Linked DNA regions of Hordeum vulgare: region 1 is linked to region 2. The links are chromatin contacts, called in public Hi-C maps. All regions are on one chromosome and are shown on one strand. The core of a region is the stretch at or near the end of the contact, and the rest is flanking DNA. Distances in the headings are between cores, read along the strand shown.

Region 1 (3,025 bases), core at 100-2,599, 810 kb before region 2:
ACATTTGAAAGATCACGATTACATTAATTTATCTGTATTTAAGCAATATGCAATGGACAACATGAACTATTGTTTGTCATCTAGTATTGTACTCTTCCAAAGCTCCAAGCAAACCAATGATTCAGAACATACATCGAAGCTCATGGCTGGCCCTAACCACTCCCCAACTACTTTACTCCCCCCATTCCAACGCCACAACATTATCAGCGATGGTTGTTGCTGGGTTGTCCTAGAGATTGAACTATTGGACCATTATGGAGAGCTACATGTATCATATTCTAGTTGTTTCCACAAAGAAACAAGGGCGATATGGGTTGTAATTTGTGAAATTGTAGCTATGTATTGAACCAGAACATTGCCGAGTGTACGCTTCCATAGACCAATCTTACTCTTAACAGTTAAAACGCCTCAATCCAAGAACAATACAGTACCTATCATTTGGATTCCACAAAAAACAAAAACAAGAAAAGGTACTCTACTCCCCGGTCGCTACTCTACTAGTGGATTGATGTCTCCTTTACAAATGGAATTGGAATCTCTACTCCCCGGTAGCCACTCTTACTTTAACACGGTAAACTTCGGCCACACTTTATTTGCCTACTTTCCCCTCCCTGACCAGCAAACATTGGTCCAATTGAGAGATACAAAACACATGGACTCTTATCAGATAACAATAACAAGGAGAAATAATGATAACAGGTGCAAACTAACAGGTCGAAGCAACTCGCCTGATCAGCAATGAAATCGAAAAGCCTCGCGGACGGCGCGGGGATGGGGTCGGCGCCGCCGCGCATCCGGTGCGCGTGCCGCAGCGCCTGCGCCAGCGAGTAGGCGAAGGCCAGCGCCGCGATTGCGAGCAGGTACCTAGCAACAACGCAGCACATGTAAGACGCTTAAGAGTCCCGGATCGAAGACCAGCCCTAGGCGGCCAAGATCAAATCGGCGCACATGTACTCCTGGTAGCGGTCGAACTGCATCCAGTCGCCGTGCTGGTTGGACGCGACGAGCACGAGCGCGACGAAGGCGAAGGCGGCGGCGGCAGCGTGCAGCGCGAGGGGGCACTTGTCGAGCATGTCCTCCCGCCTCCACCGCGCCACCACCGACTCCACAACGCCGCCGCCGCCCGCTCCCGCGGTGGAGGCGCCGTTGTAGGAGCTGTAATCCTTTTCGACGTCTGGCTGCTTCGTGGCGGCGTCGGCGGCGGCGGAGGCGTCAGCCGTGACCATCGCCATCGCTCACCAGTGGAACAGTGCCTGACCAGTGGTGAACGGGGAGAGCTGAACTGAGGTGTTTGCTGTGTGTGTGATGAAGCTGGAAAAACACTTGAGGGGAAAGCAAGAACGGGATTAGCCGGCAAACCTCTTCACCTCTTGTCAAAGACTGAACCGTCGCTACTTTGTTGTGCTCAGGCCCTTCAGTCTGTGAGTTATGGGTGCGTTCGTCACGTGAAAGGTGGGGTTGGACTCCTGCTGTGGTACATGGAGCTGGAGTGTAGTTTGAGTACACCCATCGTTGACAGGCAAGGCTCTATTCGGGGTCCAGTGACGGACCAGCAATCGAAATATACCACTCCCTCCGTTTCTAAGGTCAACTCCACCACCTGTCCAAAAAAAAAAAAAACTCCACCACACGACCCGTCTCATTCGGTCATGTCCGTTTGAAGCAAAACAGACAAACCTCACGAGTCAGCGCGCGATGGTCTGAATCCATCTTATTCGTTTTGTGTCCGGCCCAATCCATTTCAAACGCAAATATGCGTACAATTTGGGTCCAGACGAACAGCGAGGAGATCGACCACTGTTGTCGTTGCCTGTCTGACGACATGCACTACGACCCAGGTACGCCGTCGATTCCCCATTGTGGGACAATTGTTTCGGGACGAGCACGACGTGCGGCCCCGCGTCATATTTTGTTGGCCGCCCACCTAGCCTGCGGCGGGCATATCCCTGGGTGCGCGGGCGTACTCCGTCGCCACCACCACCACCTCCCATGACAGAGGAGGAGGAGGTCCGGCTCATTCAACGTGTCTTGGAAGACTCCAAGAACATGCACGATCACCATGCTGGCTCTCTCTGCGACAGGCAATGTGGTCGTACCGGACGTGAAGGAGGAGGTGCTTGTGACGTCCTCGATTTAATCATACGCTAATCATGCATGCAAATGCGTACGATCAAACTCAAGGACTCACGAAAAGATATCACAACACAACTCTAGACACAAATAAAACAAACAAGCTTCATATTACAAGCCACGGGCCTCGAGGGCTAGAATACAGAAGTTCGATAAACACACGAGTCAGCGAAAGCAACAAATATCTGAGTACAGACATTAAACATGAGGTGCCTTAGAGAAGGCTAGCACAAAAGAAACACGATCGAACGAGGCGAGGCCTCCTGCCTAGGAACCTCCTAAACTACTCCTGGTTTTCAGCGGCCTTCACGAAGAAGTCACCATCGGGGTAGCAGGCGTCGGCGGGAAACTCCATCTCCTGGGCTCCATCATCTGGTCGCAGCAACGGATCAAGGGGACAAAGGGGGAGCAAAGCAACGGTGAGTACTCATCCAAAGTACTGGCAAGACTTATATCAGAACTATGGTAAGTATGCATGAGTATCAAAGAAGGGGGTTTATATGTGGACTGACTGCAGCAATGCGAGAATAGAGAAAGATGGCCTAGTCCTATTGAAGACTAGCATCTTCAGGGTCTTGCAGCAATAGACGAGAGTAGAACGGGGTAACACAAATAATAGGCATATTGTTGCATCAAAATTAATATGAGGGCATGCCCAGAGATCCTCCCTCGACTCCCTGCGAGGAAGCAATCCCAGGGCAACAATTCCAGTTAAGTAACCATTGTAGTTGTATAATATCAAGGCACAACTCCAAGTCATCATGTAACCGTGGACACGACTATTCGAATATATAAGTTCTTCCCTGCAAGGGTGCACAACATATTCCCCGACGCGCTCGATAACACTCTGGCCGGACACACTTTTCTGGGTCATGCCCGGCCTCGGAATATCGAC
Region 2 (2,881 bases), core at 133-2,632:
ACGATTGAACTAGTATGTCCTAAGATGTGGCTTAAGTGCAATTCAAGAACCTCTGAAACATTGAAGCCACACACAAGGATATTATAGCTGAGATGTACACTTGTACTGCACCCCTCGCGTAAAACAAATAAAATCTGAAGTTGATGAAGAACGGAAAAGGCAATGATCGTCTCCATCGATCCCAAGAACAATTTGTGATTCAGCATGTCGTAATTCTAAATTCTTGGGGATCAGACTTTGGCTACTTTTAGAGCAGCGCCAGTATTGTATTGTCTTTGCTTCAACCTTCAGGTTCTACTAATCAAAGTATTTTTTTTTCTACCAGTACATGAATGGGAACATAAGATTAAATAATAATGGAAGTTATATGATGACAAGAGAGTGCTTGGTCACAACCGAGAAAAAGAAACTGCTCTCTGTTGCCTAGCAAGGACAAGACTATCAACAACAACAGCTAACCACCTCGAAGTCAAGGGCGCTAATCCATACATCAATCACCTAGTTTAGTTGGTCCGAAAAAAAGGGTCTGAAAACCACCGAATTTGTTCGAAAGAAAAGCATTAGGTGATCTACTTGCTGTCAACACCAGTGACCCAAACGACATTCATGATTCATGACGCGGCAAAAATAACAATCCCAAAATGTTTGCAAGAATCCGTGGGATAGAAGGAAAAGAAGAGAGAAACTCAAAGGAGAGATGTGAGCAGCATGGGCGTACTCTGCGAGGTCGCCGAGCTGGCGGAGGAGGCCGACGAGGCCGGCCGTGGCGACGCCGTCGAGGACGGCCTCGGGGTCGTGCTGGTCGGCCCGCTTGTAGAGGTCGCGGCCGCCGAGGGAGTACTCGTTGGCCACCGTGTGCCTGGACAGGGGCATTGTCGTCCTCGATTGCTCCGGCCGGGAGCTCCCCTCCCGCCTCCTGCTGCTTCTGCTTCTGCTTCTGCTCCTGCTCCTGCTCCTGCAGCAGCAGCAATGGCAGCTTTTCTCTGTTGATTGCCGATCCTACCGGTGGCTCAGGCAGGTGCGCAGAGGTCTAGGATGGAGGATCCTCCTGTCCCGGTGGCTGTGCAGTTTTGGATGGATTGGTGGCTGCCGCTAAATGTAAGCCTGAGAAGGTTTGGCGTGGCCGGTGTTGTTCGCGGCGGTGGCCTCCCTGTGTCTTGTCTCTTTCTCGTACTTCCAGGGCGCTCAGCGCATAAGCAGAGAGAGAGAGAGAGAGAAAAGAGGATTTCTCAGGGGAGGGAGCGAGATTAAAGGGGTTATTACTCGTCGCTAATTGCGCTCTTTCTCTCTATGGGTTTGCTCCCCGCAGGTCGCAGCAGCGTGGGGCCCACCCATGCTCGGCCCAGTGCATCATGTGAACTTGTTAATGCATAATGAGTCAATGTTGCTTGGTGCTATAGCGGAACCTGTGAAGTGTGATCACCTTCACTGCCGTGCCCGTGCCCGTGCGTAAGTAATGAAGCCTGAATTCGAAGGTGGTTTCCGAATGACTGTCCACGCGGTCCGCAAAGGTTGCTGCAGCGGTTTTAACTGTCGACGATGCACCAAGCTTCCCATGGACACCTTTGCACTTTGCGCAGAGTAAAATTTACTTACAGCCCCTGCTCCTGCTCATGCTCGGTGCGGTTCTTCACTTACAAGCATGTTAAGCAAGATCGGTAAGAACCAGGACATCCAAATCTAACGAGACAACGGTCACAGGGCAAGACCAGCTAGCTGATGCCTCTTACGTGTCACATGATGGGTGTCGTTACACGACGAAGACACGACTCACAGGCGCAGTAGGCTACAAGATTTCGTCGCGATTTCGACAGGACAAAACCGGCGCCCAACCGCAACACCCTACATATTCCCCAACCCCACAGCACACGATCTGATATCTGTAGCCTTGCAACAACCAGCCAGCATAGGCGTAGGACCAGCATATAGGTTGCACGAGCGAGCGAGCACAAACACAGAGGGAACTACTATTTCCTTTTACAAAGGAACCGCCCGCATGCCTTTGCTAGCCGGCCACCCCCCTCCACTAGAAAGAAACATGGCGGCCATGCACACATAATACTACATTCTTCATTCGACTTGAAAGCTACTCATTCATACAAGGCGGCCAACGGGGGAGATACGCACCTAATTTGAGGGCCACGAAGGCAACAACAATCCCATAATTGCTAAACAGTATAAGCAGTAGTGGTACAAGGCGGCACGCACGCCTCCCATTAAACAAAAAACAGGCCACCAAACCTACCGTCCCACCACTAAAATACTTGTTCAACCATCACGCATCATGCCGGCAACTACTGAGATAGACACTTGTCTGATTTCTGCCGAAAAATATATTAAGGAATATACACCTCATTCATTCATTCATCTCTGACCATATGGACTAGATAGATAGATAGATAGGCCTGATGATTTTCTCTTGCCTTTTAAGCGAGGGGTACGTCCATGTCTTGTTAACTTCTCCTACCACTGTATGTGAAACATGAAAAGATTATGCAGCCCACGATACCAGACTTGACAAGGACAATACCAGGGTTCACACGAAAGCGTAGAGCCAAACCTGATTTTAAAGTAGCAGATACTTTTAACTTCTTAAACAACAAGCAAGTCACTTCCAAGAAATACAGGGTTAGAAAGCCAGCACAGCAGCTTGAAAGCTTAGGGTGGAAAATCTTATAGTTACAGAATTTTCTTTTGGGCCGGTTCGGGGGATCGTTCACTTTTTGGCGTATGATATAGCCATTGGGTTCTCTGGGCTGATCTTGAAACCCTGGAGGGCTTCCATTGCAACCATGGACTGGTTCTCGTCCTCATACTCCACAAAAGCAATGCCTGGCTTGGCTTCGATCATCCGCACCTCCCGGAAACCAGGGTATTGCTG

What was found. A called contact is a pair of places that touch in the nucleus more often than the background predicts.
Region 1: a contact with region 2 is called in a Hi-C map of seedling, with 4 times the contacts expected there. The contact joins the promoter of LOC123448870 here to the promoter of LOC123448867 in region 2. A contact is called at or near these places in 1 of 6 Hi-C or Micro-C datasets (seedling) and 1 of 1 datasets of contacts at active chromatin or transcription factors (embryo).

Annotation. Positions count from the first base shown.
Region 1 is chr4H:442,394,725-442,397,749 of MorexV3_pseudomolecules_assembly, reverse strand. LOC123448870 (CASP-like protein 4B2) reads right to left here and starts at 1,349. Exons shown (of 3, transcript XM_045125900.1): 1 at 949-1,349; 2 at 729-864. The coding sequence starts at 1,232.
Region 2 is chr4H:441,587,466-441,590,346 of MorexV3_pseudomolecules_assembly, reverse strand. It overlaps LOC123448867 (protein SCAR2-like), which reads right to left and starts at 1,382. Exons shown (of 9, transcript XM_045125895.1): 1 at 719-1,382. The coding sequence starts at 873. LOC123448868 (U2 small nuclear ribonucleoprotein B''-like) reads right to left here. Exons shown (of 5, transcript XM_045125896.1): 5 at 2,550-2,881. The coding sequence ends at 2,717.